3 separate regions of the Sus scrofa genome follow, and regions 1 and 3 are each linked to region 2. A link is a contact called in public Hi-C data. All regions are on one chromosome and are shown on one strand. The core of a region is the stretch at or near the end of the contact, and the rest is flanking DNA. Distances in the headings are between cores, read along the strand shown. Region 1 has its middle 67 kb from the start of KLF6. Region 2 holds the start of KLF6 (Kruppel like factor 6). Region 3 has its middle 99 kb from the start of KLF6.

The links. Hi-C and Micro-C count contacts between places; a contact is called where the count stands out from the background.
Region 1: a contact with region 2 is called in a Hi-C map of omental adipose tissue, with 2.2 times the contacts expected there. The contact joins the enhancer-like site here to the promoter of KLF6 in region 2. A contact is called at or near these places in 1 of 5 promoter capture datasets (liver), 18 of 47 Hi-C or Micro-C datasets (alveolar macrophages, blood, embryonic fibroblasts and 8 more) and 2 of 2 datasets of contacts at active chromatin or transcription factors (alveolar macrophages and skeletal muscle).
Region 3: a contact with region 2 is called in a Hi-C map of liver, with 4 times the contacts expected there. The contact joins the enhancer-like site here to the promoter of KLF6 in region 2. A contact is called at or near these places in 1 of 5 promoter capture datasets (liver), 4 of 47 Hi-C or Micro-C datasets (brain, embryonic fibroblasts and liver) and 2 of 2 datasets of contacts at active chromatin or transcription factors (alveolar macrophages and skeletal muscle).

The regions. Positions count from the first base shown.
Region 1 is chr10:66,419,800-66,422,499 of Sscrofa11.1, forward strand. No RefSeq gene overlaps it. Among named protein-coding and RNA genes, the nearest start is that of KLF6, 67 kb to the right of the region's middle. Within about 2 kb of position 1,447, at least 14 of the 83 cell types and tissues checked have an H3K27ac peak or open chromatin away from gene starts, as enhancers often do. A contact at or near this core is called in alveolar macrophages, embryonic fibroblasts, omental adipose tissue and 2 more, where this site is marked.
Region 2 is chr10:66,487,143-66,489,842 of Sscrofa11.1, forward strand. KLF6 (Kruppel like factor 6) reads left to right here and starts at 1,303. Exons shown (of 5, transcript NM_001134353.2): 1 at 1,303-1,611. The coding sequence starts at 1,510.
Region 3 is chr10:66,388,172-66,390,871 of Sscrofa11.1, forward strand. No RefSeq gene overlaps it. Among named protein-coding and RNA genes, the nearest start is that of KLF6, 99 kb to the right of the region's middle. Within about 2 kb of position 1,325, at least 2 of the 83 cell types and tissues checked have an H3K27ac peak or open chromatin away from gene starts, as enhancers often do. A contact at or near this core is called in liver, where this site is marked.

The sequences.
Region 1 (2,700 bases), core at 197-2,696, 67 kb before region 2:
TGGCAGGAAGGTGGGGGAGGGAATAATGCTCTGTTCGTGGCCAGAAAACTGGTACAGCCATTTCGGAAAACAGTATGGAATTGCCTCAAAAGATCAAAACTAGGGCTACCCTATAATCCAGCAACCCCCCTCCTGGCATTTATCTGAAGGAAGTAAAATCACTATCTGGAAGAGATACGTGCAGTCTGGTGCTTGATGTGGCTTTATTCAAAATAGCCAACATTTGGACGCAACCTAAGTTCTTGTGGATGGGTAGATGGATAAAGAAAATGTGGGATAATAGCACAAAAAAGAAAGAAATCTTGCCCTTTGGGAAAACGTGGACGAACCTGGAGGACATTGTGCCGAGTGAAATAAGCCAGACGAAGAGAGACCAATACTGCACGAGTCTACCTACATGTAGAATCTAAAAAGCCAAACTCAGAGAAGCAGGGATGAGGATGGTGGGTATCAGGGGCCGTGGTGAGCGAAGTCTGGAGATGGGCCAGGGTGGAGACTTTCAGTTTTAAGAGGAGCAAATTCTGGGGATCTAATCTACAGTGTGGCGACACCCCCGAATCATACTACGTGCGCACTTGAAAGTTTCCAAGGGGGGAGATCTTATGTGTTCTCACCACACACACACACACACACACACACACACACACACTCACACACACAGCAACGATGTGAAGGCAATATGTTCATCAACTTGCTTGTGGTGATCGTGTCACAACCTACGCATGTACCAAACCACCACATGGTGCACCTTAAATATGGACAAGTTTTATTTGTCAACCATACCTCGGGGAAGCTGGAAAAAGTCAGTCATTTCTGAGAAAAACAACAAGCACAGCATATGCGTGATGAGGAAGGGGGTCTCTCTCTAATTTGTACCAAGACCCACATTGCCACTAAACCACAGACGGGTCTTGAGTGGTTGAGTGTGCATTACCGAAACGGTGAACTAGGTACTGGGGAGACACAAGTGTAATTTGCTGTTGACCTTCCAACAGGATGCCTCAGACCCAGCTATGCTTTGGTTTTTCTTCCTCTGAAGAGCTGCACGCCAATGGAGCAGATGGTGATTCGATCAGATGTCTATCCAGTGACTGCAATGCCCATGTTTAAATGAGACTTGTCAACCTTTCTACCTCTATTTCAATGACTGCGACCACGTCCTAGAATTACTCACTTTTAATTCTTAATCCAGTGGGTGAAAGTATACAGCAGGCATCCTCCTGAGCACACATGGCCTAGGTGAATCTCTGTTCCCACTGGTGGAGGAGAGGCGAGGAAGACCGCGTGGCAAGGAGGATGATGCCCACTCGGGTAGCAAGTGTTCACCCCGAACAAACCAGGCGCTGAAAGACCAGTAAATTATGTACAGGAGATCCAAGGAGACGTCTGGCCAGGCCGTGGGGATGACTAATTCTTTTTAGTAGCACATGGCCATTCTGAAGTTTCTGAGTGAGTCACATTTCCACTGTGGTTTTTCGCCATTTCCTTGTCTCACCAACTTTGAGAGTTAAACTCACATATTGAGAATTTCCTCAGAGGAAAATAAAATGATAGAGGGGTTGCATCTGCACCATAAAGGCAGAATCGCATGAGCTGCTGAAAAGATGGAACCAACCAGGAGAGGCCATAGCAAATGGAAACCCACTAAGAGAAAATGAAAGAAAAAGCCCTCAAAGACAGGCCAAAACTATATTTAAAGGCAACCCCAGTCAATCATTAAATAGCTTTTTTTCCCATTTATGGGGATTGAATAGGAACGTGAAGTTGAGTTTGGATAAGCTCTACAAATGGCAAGAAATGTTTCCATCTTTAAGCATAAAATCCAACTTTCTTTCATGGTCTTAAATGATAAAGTCATTCCCAGGCAACAAGGGCCTTGCCAGGGATGTACCTGCATATTACCTGGATGTTTGGCCCTGATGTTGGCGCTGCATGGAAGTAGCAGAATACATCTTTATAGTTTGGCTTTTCTATGTTTTCTTAAACTGGTGGGTAGAGGAAAACACAACCTCCCGGAGACCTTGAGTCTGATGGAAGGGCTCCCTCCTCCACCACCCGAGCCCCTCGCCTGCAGGGGGTCCTTTCTGTCCCACTGGTTCTCTTTCCACAGCCAATGAGACCTGCAAAGAGATGGGGCCTTGGCTCTGGTTCCCAGCACGCATCTCCAAAACCAGGCCTTTGCTTTCTTCCTCTCGACTCATAGGCTCTCTTCTTCCTTTGCTCTTTGATCCAAGCAGTGGGACTCTTTGGAAGTTTCCAGCTCTGTCTCTCTCCTGCCCTCTGAATTCTGACAGCATTTGCTGTTCGAATCACTCTGAGGCCTTCCCTTGATGCTTTGCATGTGGTCGTTTAGAGTCTCATGGGGAATCACCCACTAAACTCACTGGAGCGCTCAACAGGCCTGGACGTCATGGGGCCTGGGCTTTGGGTCCCCGTGTGTCCAGTGTTGGTTTGCTGGGGCTTCCGTAACAAAGACACGAACGACGTGTCAGACCTCTCCTGTCTCACTGTCCAGAGGCCAGAGTCCAAGGTCAAGTGCCCACAGGTTAATTTCTCCTCGAGGTTCCGAGGGAGAATCTGCTCCAGGCCTCTCTCCTGTGGCTGTGGTTTTCCTGGCAGCCTGCGGTTCCTGGGCTGGCAGACGCAGCCCCCAGTCTCTGATCTTACCGTCACGCAGTCTGCTTCCCCTGGGTGAGGCCG
Region 2 (2,700 bases), core at 53-2,552:
AAAGGACACTTTCCAGACCCCAATTCCCACATTTTAGATTCACCTGGGAAGCGTGTTCCAAACACAGTGGCTAGGACAGCCCCTACCCCCAGCTCCGATTCTGCAGGTCTGGGGCCAAACTCCGGAAAGTGCATTTCTGAAATGTGGGCAACTGGTACCATGCTGTTCTGAGAGCAGTTAAGGCACCCTCATTTTTTGCCCCCTTCATAAGGGGCCCAAATTTTTAAAAGAAAAATGTGGTCTCATAGAATCAAAACAAGCAGGTCCAACGTGGGTCTCCCCAGCCATTCTGATCCTTTCCCTGCAGGTTCCGCAGGCATCTGGGGGCACAGGTGGGTCCCCCAAGTGTGTGTCCTTTCCACGGGAAGGGGGCGGAAGGAGGGAGCTCAGAGGCACGCACCACAGCGGCTCTGGAGCATCTCAGGCCCCTCCCTGCCCACCTTCCTGCCCCGCCACCCCCCCACACACACCTGTGGGGATGCTCTGTCCACCACACCTGGGTCGCAGGGGCCAACTTAGGACTGCGGGGTATGGAGCAGGTACAGAAGGGGACTGATGGGGAGGGGTGACAGGAGACAAGGGCGGGGAAGAGGGGGAAGAAAGAAGGGGACGGAAGACGGGGATACAGGGAGGACCGAGAGGGAGGAAGGGACGGCGGGGGCCAGAGAAGGGCAGGTCGGCCCGAGGCTGGAGGGGAGGGGCGGAGGGACCCCGTCTGGCTCCCCTCAGCCCCGCGGCGGCGCACTGAGCCGCTGAGCCGGGGGCAGGGGACAGGGCCCGGATGACCGGCGTGAGGAACGCGCGGGCCCGGGCTGCGGGGACCAACCCGGGTGATGGGGACGAAGACTGGGACCAGGACGACGGGGGTGCGGGGACCGGGGACGGGACGGAAGGGACACCCGGCTCCCTCGGCCCGGCAGCGGCGCACTCAGCCGCTCGGCCGCGCACCTCCCAGCACCGACTCCTCCGGCGCGCGGCGGCCCGCGCCTTATATACCCTGCTAAAAATAGCCTGCGAAGCCGCTTTCCAATCAGAGCCGGCCGAAGTTCGAATTCAGCCAATGGCGAGGGCTGTGATGGAGAGGCTCGGTCACGCCAGGCGGGGCCGCTGTGAGCCGCCGCCCGCCATTGGCCGAAGCTGACATCATCTTCGCGCAGCCCCCGGGCCAGGCGCGGCGTGATTGGGCGGTGCGATGGGCGGGCGAGGGCGAGTCACGTGGGGAGGGGAGGAGGGGGCTGGGCGGGGAGGAGGGGAGGCTGGCAGAGGAGCTTTGAATAGGGAAGTTTTGCAGGGGTTACGTTTGCAGTCAGTCCGGTGTTTGCAAATATTGTGTGGGCTCGAGAGTGCGTCTCCGGGCTCCGGCAGGATCCGAACCCGCGGCGCCTAATTGCTGCGCACTGAGTTTGCATGAACTTCCCCGGCGCTGCAGGCACGACTGCTGCGCTCCCGACTCCAGACCGCACACCTCCCTGTTTTTACAACAGCAGTGACTGTCTTTTCCAACCCGACATGGATGTGCTCCCAATGTGCAGCATCTTCCAGGAACTCCAGATTGTGCACGAGACTGGTTACTTCTCGGCGCTGCCCTCCCTGGAGGAATATTGGCAACAGGTAAATAGGAATTTTCGTGGGCCAGGTGCCCCGGTGTGCCGAGGAGGGAGTGCATGCACGCACCGACAGGACGGTGTGTGGTTGGAGGTGCATTTCTTCTTCTTCTTTTTTTTTTTTTTTTTTTTTTTTTAGTGGTTTGGGCAAATTTTTTTAAATTAAAATAATTAGTCCTAAAACGTACTTCTCCTGCCTCCGGTGAGGAAGGCACTTTAAAGAGGCCTTTACGGCGTGGAGCGGAGTTGACATTTGAGTGGGGCGCAGCAGCGCTTGGTCACTCCGAGTGTTTTTGCCCGTTTCTGGGGCTTATGAACTACCAGCTCCGGAGGGCAGACCCAGCTCCGCGGCCTGATCCCGGCCCCAGCCCTTGGCAGAAGTTTGGTGCTTGTACCAGCTCCAGACTCCACAGCTGGATCTGGTCATATGAACTTGCATGGACTGCCAAGGGTGTTGTTGTTGTTGTTGTTGTTTTTAAGGGATTTTGTTTTTGTTTTGCTTTTTGGTGTTTGTATGTAGAGGTGGTTTTTTGGTTTTGTTTTGGGTTTTGTTTTGTTTTGGTTTTTTTTTTAATTAAGAATTAAACCAGCAGAACATCCGCCAGCTCCTTTTCTCTAGCAGGCCATTTTCAATTTCTTAACCTTCTTTGGAATCCTTACGATTTGCCTCCATCTGCCTTGTTTTTCTTACCTGTTTCTTTCTTTGACCAGAGAAAGAAAAAAAAAAAGAAAGAAAGAAAGAAAAAAAAAACAGTGTTTGCACAAACAGTGACTTATCAGTCATATGACAATGAGCCGGTCCGTATTGCTTCAAGTCTGAGTTTGGGAAGAAGAGCCTGTTTCCGGCATTTTTTAGTGGGTCTGGAATTTGGGGCATTGGACATTTGAGAAACTTAATTTTTCCCCTTCTGATTCATTGGGATTGCCTGGAGGGAGGGAGATTCTGACACTTGTCCCATTGTCTTTAAAGGGTGGAAGGAGGTTTGGGGTTGTCTCTACCCTACGAGGCTGTTGGCTTTTTGTCACAAAGTGAATTAGCAGATCAGATATATTCCATGGGTTTCAAAGCCTAGAAGGCTTTTAGGGGAGATGAAAT
Region 3 (2,700 bases), core at 75-2,574, 99 kb before region 2:
GAGCATGCTAAAGGTACAAGACAGACTCTTATGTGCTAACAGTAACACTAGTTTACAAGGATTGAGCTGCTAGAATGGGACGGACACTGCTATTCCCTCTCTACGCAATATTATTCATCATTCCTGGGAGGGACAGGTCATTTTTTTCTAGATACAACAAATGAGAAAGCCGATTAACATGATCTGGTAGGTACTTGATCTTGGACATGAGAGAAGGTTGGATGCGTGTGGCAGGCACTCTGCTGAAAGCTTTTGATGACGAGGTAACACCATGTAATACTTATTTCACTGATGTGAGAGGTAAGGAATGAACCGCTTTGAGTGGACGCATTTCTCAGCCTCACCCAGACAAACAAGTGGACGCAAACCTGACTCTTTAATGTGGTTTGCGGCAAGCGCCTTTGTCCTTCTCCACTCCCGCGGCATCACTGCGCCTGTCTCAGGGCCCGAGAACACACATGGCAACCCCCCAGCTGTGTGAGCTTGGGCAAACAATTTAACCTCACTGTTCCTCGAGTGCCCATCTGTAAAATGGACTAATAGTAACAGCCCACACTGGAGCAGGTGTTACAAGGACCAGGTAGCGAAGTTGATGCTCTCAAAACCCTTGCAGCAGTGCCTGGCGCATAATAAGTGCTCAAGAACTGTTAGCCTATAAATTCCTGACTCATTATCATCACTCCATCTGAGCTGAGTGAAAGTCTCACCCAGAATAAATAGGCACAGAATTCAAGAACTTGACAGAGTTGCTTGGCGGCTCAGGGGTTAAGGATCCATCACGGCTCTTGTTCCGTCCCTGGCAGGGGAAGGTCTGCGTGCTGTGGGCGTGGCCAAAATAAATGAATAGGAGTTTGATGCGTTCTTATCTGCCCTCCTAGCCCTTCAGGAGCTGGCCACCCTCCCCAGCGAAGGTCATTGTCGGTTCTCCCGGAATTATGCTGCCCACTGCTCTGCCTGCACCCTCCTCCTCAGCTCTCTTTGGGAAACAGCAAAACCAGCTGCCAGGCACCAAAGGGCAGGCGGTCTCCCCCCACCGCCCAGTCCAGCCCTTGGCCTCTCGGTCAGTCGGTATTTTTGTCACATTCTCTGGAAACACTAAGGCGTCTCTTCCAGCATTTGCACCTAACGAAGCTTCTTTCTTTGGATGTGTGGCATTAGGCTTTCAGCCAGAGTACATCTGTGTTCATTCCGTTGGTGAAATTATATTTTAAGACCTTCCTAATTTTTTTTAAAAGAAAATGTGTCCTCTAAATACTAACTGGCAGGCAGGGTGCGGGGGCTGGGGATACAAAGGTGAATAAGGCAAAGTCCTCCCGTTTGCCGTTGTCCCCGTCTGCTAGGGAAAAGGACATCGCCACGGACCATCGAAGTGAGTCCTGGGACCACAGGTGTCCAGGAAGTGCCGAGGGGGAGGGCAGTGAGATCCCAGGAGCCCCCGAGCCCTGGTGGGCGTCCACGGGGGATTTGACTGTGGCCACTTTGGAGGGACGGGTATGTGAAGCCCAGACACCTCTTCCTTCCTCCCCACCCTCCGAGCACTCTGAGCCCGGGGCCAGGTAAGCTTGACCTCAGGAGACTTTGGAGGAGAACAGGGAGAGCGTGAGTCAATCCCCTTTACCTGCATAAAAAAGGCTCAAAGCATGTTTTTCCGGGGAGGATGATGACTGAGGGGGTCAGGGAAGCCCCTTCCTGCAGCTGAGAGCTCCTGGAGAAAAACCCCAGCAGTTCTGCCCCTGCGGCTCTGTCTTCCCGGAGGTAAAGACCAGAGGACTAAGCAGTGGAAAGGTCGCCAGCAAGAGAAACCACCCAGGAGTGGCTCAGCAGGTTAGGAACCCGACTAGTATCCACGAGGACGCAGGCTTTACCCCTGGACTCACTCAGCAGGTTCAGGATCTGGCGTTGCTGTGGCTGTGGTGTAGGCTGGCGGCTGCAGCTCTGATTTGACCGACCCTAGCCCGGGAACCTCCATATGCCACAGGTGTGGCCCCTAAAAAAAGAAGAGAGAGAGAGAGAACCCACTCAACAGGTCCCACGTCCCCCTGGAATCCCCGCCGGGTCTACCCTCGCCTGCAATCTCCCTGTGCATCGACTGCACCACTGAGGGTCCTGCTCAGATTGCCATCTCCGACTAACTAATCAGAAGGCGTGTGAGCCCCAGGAGAGGTCAGGACAGTCATAAAGCTCCAACCCACACCTGGCTTCTCGCTCAAGGAAAGGACTTGCAGTCTTCGATGGAGTCCTGTCAGCGCTTGCTCTGTCTTATCTCCTAAAATTTCAAATAGTTCTCGTAGTTGGCCAGAGAGTTGAGACCCAAGCGCCTGGAGTATTGTGTGCAATCCCCGCTTCCCCCTCCCTCTGCACTGCTCCCCTGACCGATTCCCCAAGATCAGACCCAGGTGAAGTAGAGGGGGAGCCATGCGGTTCTCAAGTTTTGGGGGGTCAGGTGTCCCCCCTCACAGTCAGGAGCTCATCTTTACCGTACATGCACCAGCCTAAGCCCACACACCCCACACGAATGTCCACGCCTGACTTTAACCTGAGTCTGGGGAGAAGACGATTCATGCAGATGCAGGCAGTGGTCCCTCCCGAGGTCCTAGGGGCCCACCAGGGCGAAGGAGCTCCAGGTTTGAAACCACTTGCTTTAGGTCCTGAAAGATACTCAGTCGCCTAATCACCTAATCACTCAGGGGGTTTCCTGCC